2 separate regions of the Oryctolagus cuniculus genome follow, and region 2 is linked to region 1. The links are chromatin contacts, called in public Micro-C maps. All regions are on one chromosome and are shown on one strand. The core of a region is the stretch at or near the end of the contact, and the rest is flanking DNA. Distances in the headings are between cores, read along the strand shown.

Region 1 (3,097 bases), core at 531-3,030:
TCTCTGTCTCTCCCTCTCTCTGTGTAACTCTGCCTTTCAAACAAACAAATAAATATACTTAAAAAAAGAAAGACAAATAAATATACTTTTTAAAAGTATTTTTTAAAAAATTAAACGCACTTACCATATAACTCAGCAATTTGATTCTTGGGACTCACCCTAGAAAAACAAAACACCCATTCACACACAGTTATACATTAATGCTCATAATAGCATTATTCTAGCAACTGAAAAATGGAATCAATTCAAAATATATTTCAATGGGCAAATGGTTAAACATCCTGCAGTATATTCATATTATGGAATGTATTCCATAAAAAGGAATGGACTATTGCTATGAATACATGCAAAAATTTGGATGGATCTCAAGGGATTAGTTGACTGAAATGCTAATCTCTGAAAGTTATATACTGTACAATTACATTTCTGCAACATTCTTGAAATGACAACATTTTAGAGGGGCAGATGGGGGCCAAGCTGCACGGGGAAGCTGTTCTTATCAAAGGGGTGGGGGAGGGACTCTCGTAGTGATGAAACTGCTGTGTTGGGACCTTGGTGATGTACACCACAGTCTACATACGTGGCAACACGTAATCTAATGGTGCACACAGAAATGCTAAACTCAGAAAATCTGAGTAAAATCAATGGGTTCTGCCAGCGTCGAGAGCCTGGTTATGATATTATACTCCAGTTAGGCAAGATGGGGAGACAGAGTGAAAAATACACAGGATTTCTATTGTTAACAACTGTTAATCTACAACCATCTCAAAAAGTTGAATGTTTACAACATTTTTTTTCCAACCGTGATGGAACAAGCAGGCAACATGCTACATTGTTCTCACCAAAAAATCAAAATATGCTGTCCTGGTAGTGAACAGCTGCGGGTTATCTAATTCTTCACTTGGCTCAGGACCCGAGAAGCCTCAGGCTCCTGTCATCTGCTGGGTGTGTGTGTGGAGGGGGGTCCATCTCACTGAGGATCTGTGGACAGTCCTAGACAGGTGAACTGGCTTCCCAGAGCCACCTTGTTAGCGACCTGACCAGGCAAGTCAAGCCCTTCCGGCCAGAGCTGTCGCTACCCTATTCATGATCTGTGCAGCTGCGTGGACTCTATGGATTCCAAACTGCCAGCGAGCACCGAAAACGGGTGTTAAACTAGCACGGAGACAGAGAACCACACATTTTTAGTAAGAAAGTGCCTTAGAGCCTACGTAGCTCATCACCCGCACATTACAGGTAAGGAAACAGAGGTGAGCCGACCTGTACAAGGTGAATTTACAACTGTATGTTGGCCCAGGATTTCAGAAAAAGGCACAGACTGATGAACGCTATAGACCAAGCTCTCTGTCCATCCAGTCCCCAGTGCCCCGCCCAGAACTGAGTATTTACAAGGAGAATCAGTCACTGATTATGAGCCGCCGCCAGTGACCTCATAAAAGAAAAGTCTACAAGGGGCCTCCCTCCAGCCGGGGCGCCCCTGTTGGGTGGACCCTGGGTTCGGTGTGGGCCGGGCCATGTCCAGCCTTGGGCCTGCAGCTGCCCGCAGGGGGCAGGTCGAGCGGGGAAGGGGAGCCGCTGGACGCGCCCAAGAGTTTTCACCAAAATCGCGCCCAGACTTTCTCCCGCTCTGCGGGAAGGATCGGTGGCGCGCGACCCGGCGGGCCAGGTTTTCAGTCAGCTCAGCACCGCGAGAAGGGACGGGCAGAGGTGTGACCACCACCGCCGGCCGACCCCGCCCCGCTCGCGGCCTAGCTCCGCTACTCACAGCGTCGGAGAGAACCAGTGAGCCACCGTCCCCGGCGTCTACGGCGCCGGCCTGCCCTGCGCCCTCCGCTGCGCGCGCCTATTGGCCACCGGCGCCTTCCCACGTGGGCCAAAGGCGCAACCCTCATTGGTCCCTGCTCGAGGGGCGGAGCCAGAAAGAGCACGCCCGGGAGCCGACTGGAGTTCAGGCTGAGAGGAGAGGAGGGGGCTCAGGCGATGGTGGCGGCGCTGCGTTATCTAGGGGGGGCCTGCAGAGGGGCCCGCGGGGCTCTCCGCGGGGGCTTCCCCAGGGAGTGCGGACCAGCGTGGCGGAAGCCCTGGTCTCTGTGCAGAGGTGACCGTAGCGCCAGCAGCAGGTGAGTGGCCGGTGGCCCGCCCTCGCCGCCTTCGCTGCTGTTGCTTGTCTCCGAGGTGCCCTGTGCTAGACCTAGGCCCCTGCTCCTACTTCCCTGTCCCAGGCGTGAGGAAGTCGGGATCCTGTGTGGAGCTCCAGCCTGGAAAGCCAGGAGCTGGCAACCTGCAGGGTTCGTCTGTTGCATTTCTGGGCGCGAGGTCAGGCGGTGTTGAACAGAGGTCAAGAGCGAGTGTGGCGTTGGCCACAGCCCCTTGGTTCTGCCCTGGGCGGGTTCCTTACCCGCCTTAGAGGATCGGTTGTGGATAGGATCTTAGTGTCTCCCGTAGGGGGTCGATTTGAAGAGAAAAGGCCCTGGCGCACAGGAAGCGTCCCTGGTGGTGCTTGGAAGAGCTGGAGTCTGTGTTAATTCTTTCAGCTCCTGGGGCCCGCTGCCTGGAGCTGCCCCTGTCGGAAGCAGCTCCGTTGCTCATCAGAGTCTGCAGAATGCAGCGTCTTGTGACGAAGCTGGGGGTCACATTCCAGACCCGCTGTCTGCCTTTGCTCTCTGGCGAAGGAGCGGGTCGTGCCGGACGGTGGGCTCCGTGGGTGTGAACAGAGCTTGTTCGAAGACAGATGGCGTTGCATGACGTAGGAGAGGGGCTGTATCGCAGCACGGCTTTAATTTTATTCTAAGAACCACAAGAAACGGTTTTAAGGAGGCCAGGGTGATTAAAGGTTGCTATTTGAAAAGTTAACTCTGGCTTCTGTGTGTCAGTGGATTGGAGGGGAATTAGAATGAGATAATCGTTAATAGCCCTGGGATTGTGGGATCTGTAGACAATTAAGAAACGTTTTCATTAAGGGAAGAAATCTAGGATTACTGAAGTTTTTAAAATATTTTTTATTTTGAAAATGATTATATATTCATAGGAAGTTGCAAAATAGTAGAGAAGTCCCATGTTGTCTTCAACCCCCATTTACCCCAATGATAACATCTAA
Region 2 (3,293 bases), core at 225-2,724, 410 kb after region 1:
TCATGGAAAACTGAATTAAAAGATGTTTATTTGGCACAAAGTGTTCTGAAATCCATGCATATGAAGAAAAGCTCATGAAAAATGAGCGTTAAGAAAAAACTACACATGGATTTCAAGGGTTATTTTTTTGCACCAAAAAATTCCTTTTAACATTTCATTTTGTCCCTGTACTTTTTGAAGCCCTTTGTATCTTTACTCCTCTTAGGGATGTTCTTGAATATACCTTTGGATGCCCCTTCTTTCTCCCCAAAGTAGAAACAAAGTATTAATTAGTGGACGGGCTAACTGTCCTGCTGCAAACTTAAATTGGTATCCTGTTCCTCTCATATCTTTGTAGCGCTGCAAGGTGGGAGTTGTGCCATCAAAGAGCCCAACTTTTTCAAAAACGTGTTTCAGTGCGGAGCCTTTACACGGGCTGTTCCTATGCAAAAATAACCGCTTTGTTGGACATGCCTTAGGGGTGAGCTTAGTTGTGCAGTTAGACCTCACGCGATTGGTTTGGACCAGGGTCACCTTGACTCCCAGTCTTTCCTTCTATATCTGCCGCTGTTCTGCACGGCCGGCGACTCTGCACCGCTGGGCACCTGGCGATTCCCTGACTTCTTTCCAGCCCGCCGCCCGCTTTCTGCTTCGCACCGCCCCCTGCTGGCGGGAAGTCGCGTTGCAGCCACACTCAAGCCCGCCGCCTGCAGCCTCGGCAGCCGCCGGGCGCGGTGGCGCGCGCCTGTAGTCCCAGCTACTCGGGAGGCTGAGGCCGGAGGATCGCTTGAGTCCAGGAGTTCTGGGCTGTCGTGCGCTATGCCGATCGGGTGTCCGCACTAAGTTCGGCATCAATATGGTGACCTCCCGGGAGCGGGGGACCACCAGGTTGCCTAAGGAGGGGTGAACCGGCCCAGGTCGGAAACGGAGCAGGTCAAAACTCCCGTGCTGATCAGTAGTGGGATCGCGCCTGTGAATAGCCACTGCACTCCAGCCTGGGCAACATAGCGAGACCCTGTCTCTTTTGCGTCCTCACCCTTTAAAGTCGGCTTTTGCGACCACGCACCTATCCTGACACAACAAGCCCCCCACCCCCTTTTAAACTCTTCCTCCACACCCCACACCCTCCCGGAAATCTTGTCTTATTTTACTTCACTGCTCTCTAGCGAAAGCACTTGACTATTTCAGGTTGCGTTCATGGGGCGCCAGCTGTATACCCAGCACCACGCCGAGTGTCCAGCAACCCTACACCGCCCCTATGAAGTAGGACGTCCTTTCCGAAGGTTCCTCCTAATCGTTAAGGGTCGTCACAGGACGAACCCAAGAGTTCCGCTTCGTTACTTTTAAAAATGCCACAAGTCCCAGCACCCGGGCCGAACCGGGTGGTGGTTCTCGGTGCCGGAGCCCGGCCGCCTGCCTCCGCCGCGAAAATGGCGACGACCAGTAGGGGTCACTGTGGGGGCCGGCGCGAGTCCCCGCCTGCGGGGCGGGAAGCTATCTGGTTCCGTCCGTACGCGGTCAGGACAGCACTGCAGATCCGAGAAAACATTTTGGACCTACTCTGAATTGTTTTCGGTACCACAGAAAGGAAGTCTGAAGGCATCTTGACAGCCTTCTTCAGGCTGCTGACGCAAAGACGTTCGCTTCAAGGAATATTGGATCCTCCGGGCGGCCGTAGATGACCGCCAAGTGCGCCTGCGCGGAAGCGTCGCGGCGTCCAGTCGGGCAGTCGGCGGCGAGAACTGCGGTGGCTACCTTCGGACCTCGCCATGAAGACCCGGTTTAGCACCATTGACCTCTGCGCGGTACTCGCGGAGCTGAATGCGAGGTACGGTCTCGCAGGGGACCGCGGCTCTCGCGGGCAGCGCAGGAGGCCAGGCCGGGGCCCCGTGGTGGGAGCGAGACCAGCCTGCTGTTGGCTCTCTCCTGGTGGTGTTTTTCCCTGGACCTGGCTAGGCCGGGCTGGGCGAGTGCAGGGCGTCTTTGCGGTGGCCCGCCAGGGGCCACCTGTCGCTCCCGCAGCCCTGGTGCGTGGCTGGCGCGGCGTCTCCACTGGCCGGGCTGGGGCAGACGTGTGGGAGACCGCGAGACGCCGGAGTGGCCTCTGGCCGCGGAGCTTGGAGAGAGCAGAGGCCAGATGTCTTCGGCACCCCGCCGAGAGCGGGGGCGCCGTCCCGCTAGCCGGGTGTTAGCTGGGTTTTGCAGATCTGAACTGAGACCTGGATTGCAGGCTCGCCCCTCTGCAGCTGTGCGAGCTTTGTCAGGCTTGCAGGGGGCGCGTTTATTTTTATTCGTCTTTGCAACACATCATTGGATTAGACGTTAATGAGTTGTCCTCCACCCGCCCCCAAGAGTGTCGAGTCGTTGCAGAGATGTCTGGCTGATAGCCACTCTGTTCTCGAATGGTTGACCCCAGATCCTTAGAGCGGAAGTTCCTTTTTTCGTACCTTTAATTGTAATTTTTTGTTTCAAACTGGAGTATGATTTGTTACATGTTTTCCTTGTCTTTTCAGCTTGCTAGGAATGAGAGTAAACAATGTTTATGATGTGGATAATAAGACTTACCTTATCCGTCTTCAAAAGTAAGAACGCTTTATGTACTTTTGATTTTGGTAATTAAATATGAGATGATTGTGTGTGTGTGTGTGTTTTTTAAACCTGTACTGTGTGTCTTCTCCCAGAGGTACCGTTGGTAATATGCCCTAAAAGAAATATTTTTTTCTTCTGCAGGCCAGACTTTAAAGCTACACTCCTCCTTGAATCTGGCATACGAATTCACACAACAGAATTTGAGTGGCCAAAAAATATGATGCCGTCTAGTTTTGCTATGAAGGTAAATCTTAAGTGCTACTCGAAGCTGAATGTTAAGGCCCTGGGATTGGTCTCCAGCAGCTGAGTTTGGAAGGTGTTTGGCTTTCTTTTGCTGTAAGGAAGTGTAAGGGCCGAGGGAGCAGCTGACAGTGGGACGAGTGGAGCTGTTGCCCAGTCACTGCCTTCTGCATACTGCCCTCACACAGCCCCTTCCAGAGCAAGCGTTTGTTACGTTTACCCTCTAACCCCCGGCTCCCCTTAGAACAGCTCGGTGGTCGACCAGCGTGAGCTTTTCTGAAGTGTCCTCTCATTATCTCGCCTTCTATGGTTTCTTAATTTCTGAATCCTTATTCTGTAATCAGACATTCTTATCTTTCTATGACCTGCCCTGCCCACATTTTTCCCGAATCTTGTCTTCCAGAGCTCACTTTATTATTTTATCTGTTTATTTATGAGATAGAGACAAACTGAGCTCTCATCTGCTGGTTCATTCCCCACATGTC

The links. Hi-C and Micro-C count contacts between places; a contact is called where the count stands out from the background.
Region 2: a contact with region 1 is called in a Micro-C map of ear pinna, with 5 times the contacts expected there. The contact joins the promoter of NEMF here to the promoter of L2HGDH in region 1. A contact is called at or near these places in 2 of 6 Hi-C or Micro-C datasets (ear pinna and skin fibroblasts).

Annotation. Positions count from the first base shown.
Region 1 is chr12:25,821,358-25,824,454 of mOryCun1.1, forward strand. It overlaps L2HGDH (L-2-hydroxyglutarate dehydrogenase), which reads left to right and starts at 1,781. Exons shown (of 10, transcript XM_002718232.5): 1 at 1,781-2,120. The coding sequence starts at 1,981. DMAC2L (distal membrane arm assembly component 2 like) reads right to left here and starts at 2,537. Exons shown (of 6, transcript XM_008269635.4): 1 at 2,399-2,537; 2 at 125-159.
Region 2 is chr12:26,231,287-26,234,579 of mOryCun1.1, forward strand. It overlaps NEMF (nuclear export mediator factor), which reads left to right and starts at 1,475. Exons shown (of 33, transcript XM_070053688.1): 1 at 1,475-1,807; 2 at 2,493-2,561; 3 at 2,710-2,812. The coding sequence starts at 1,749. It also overlaps RN7SL1.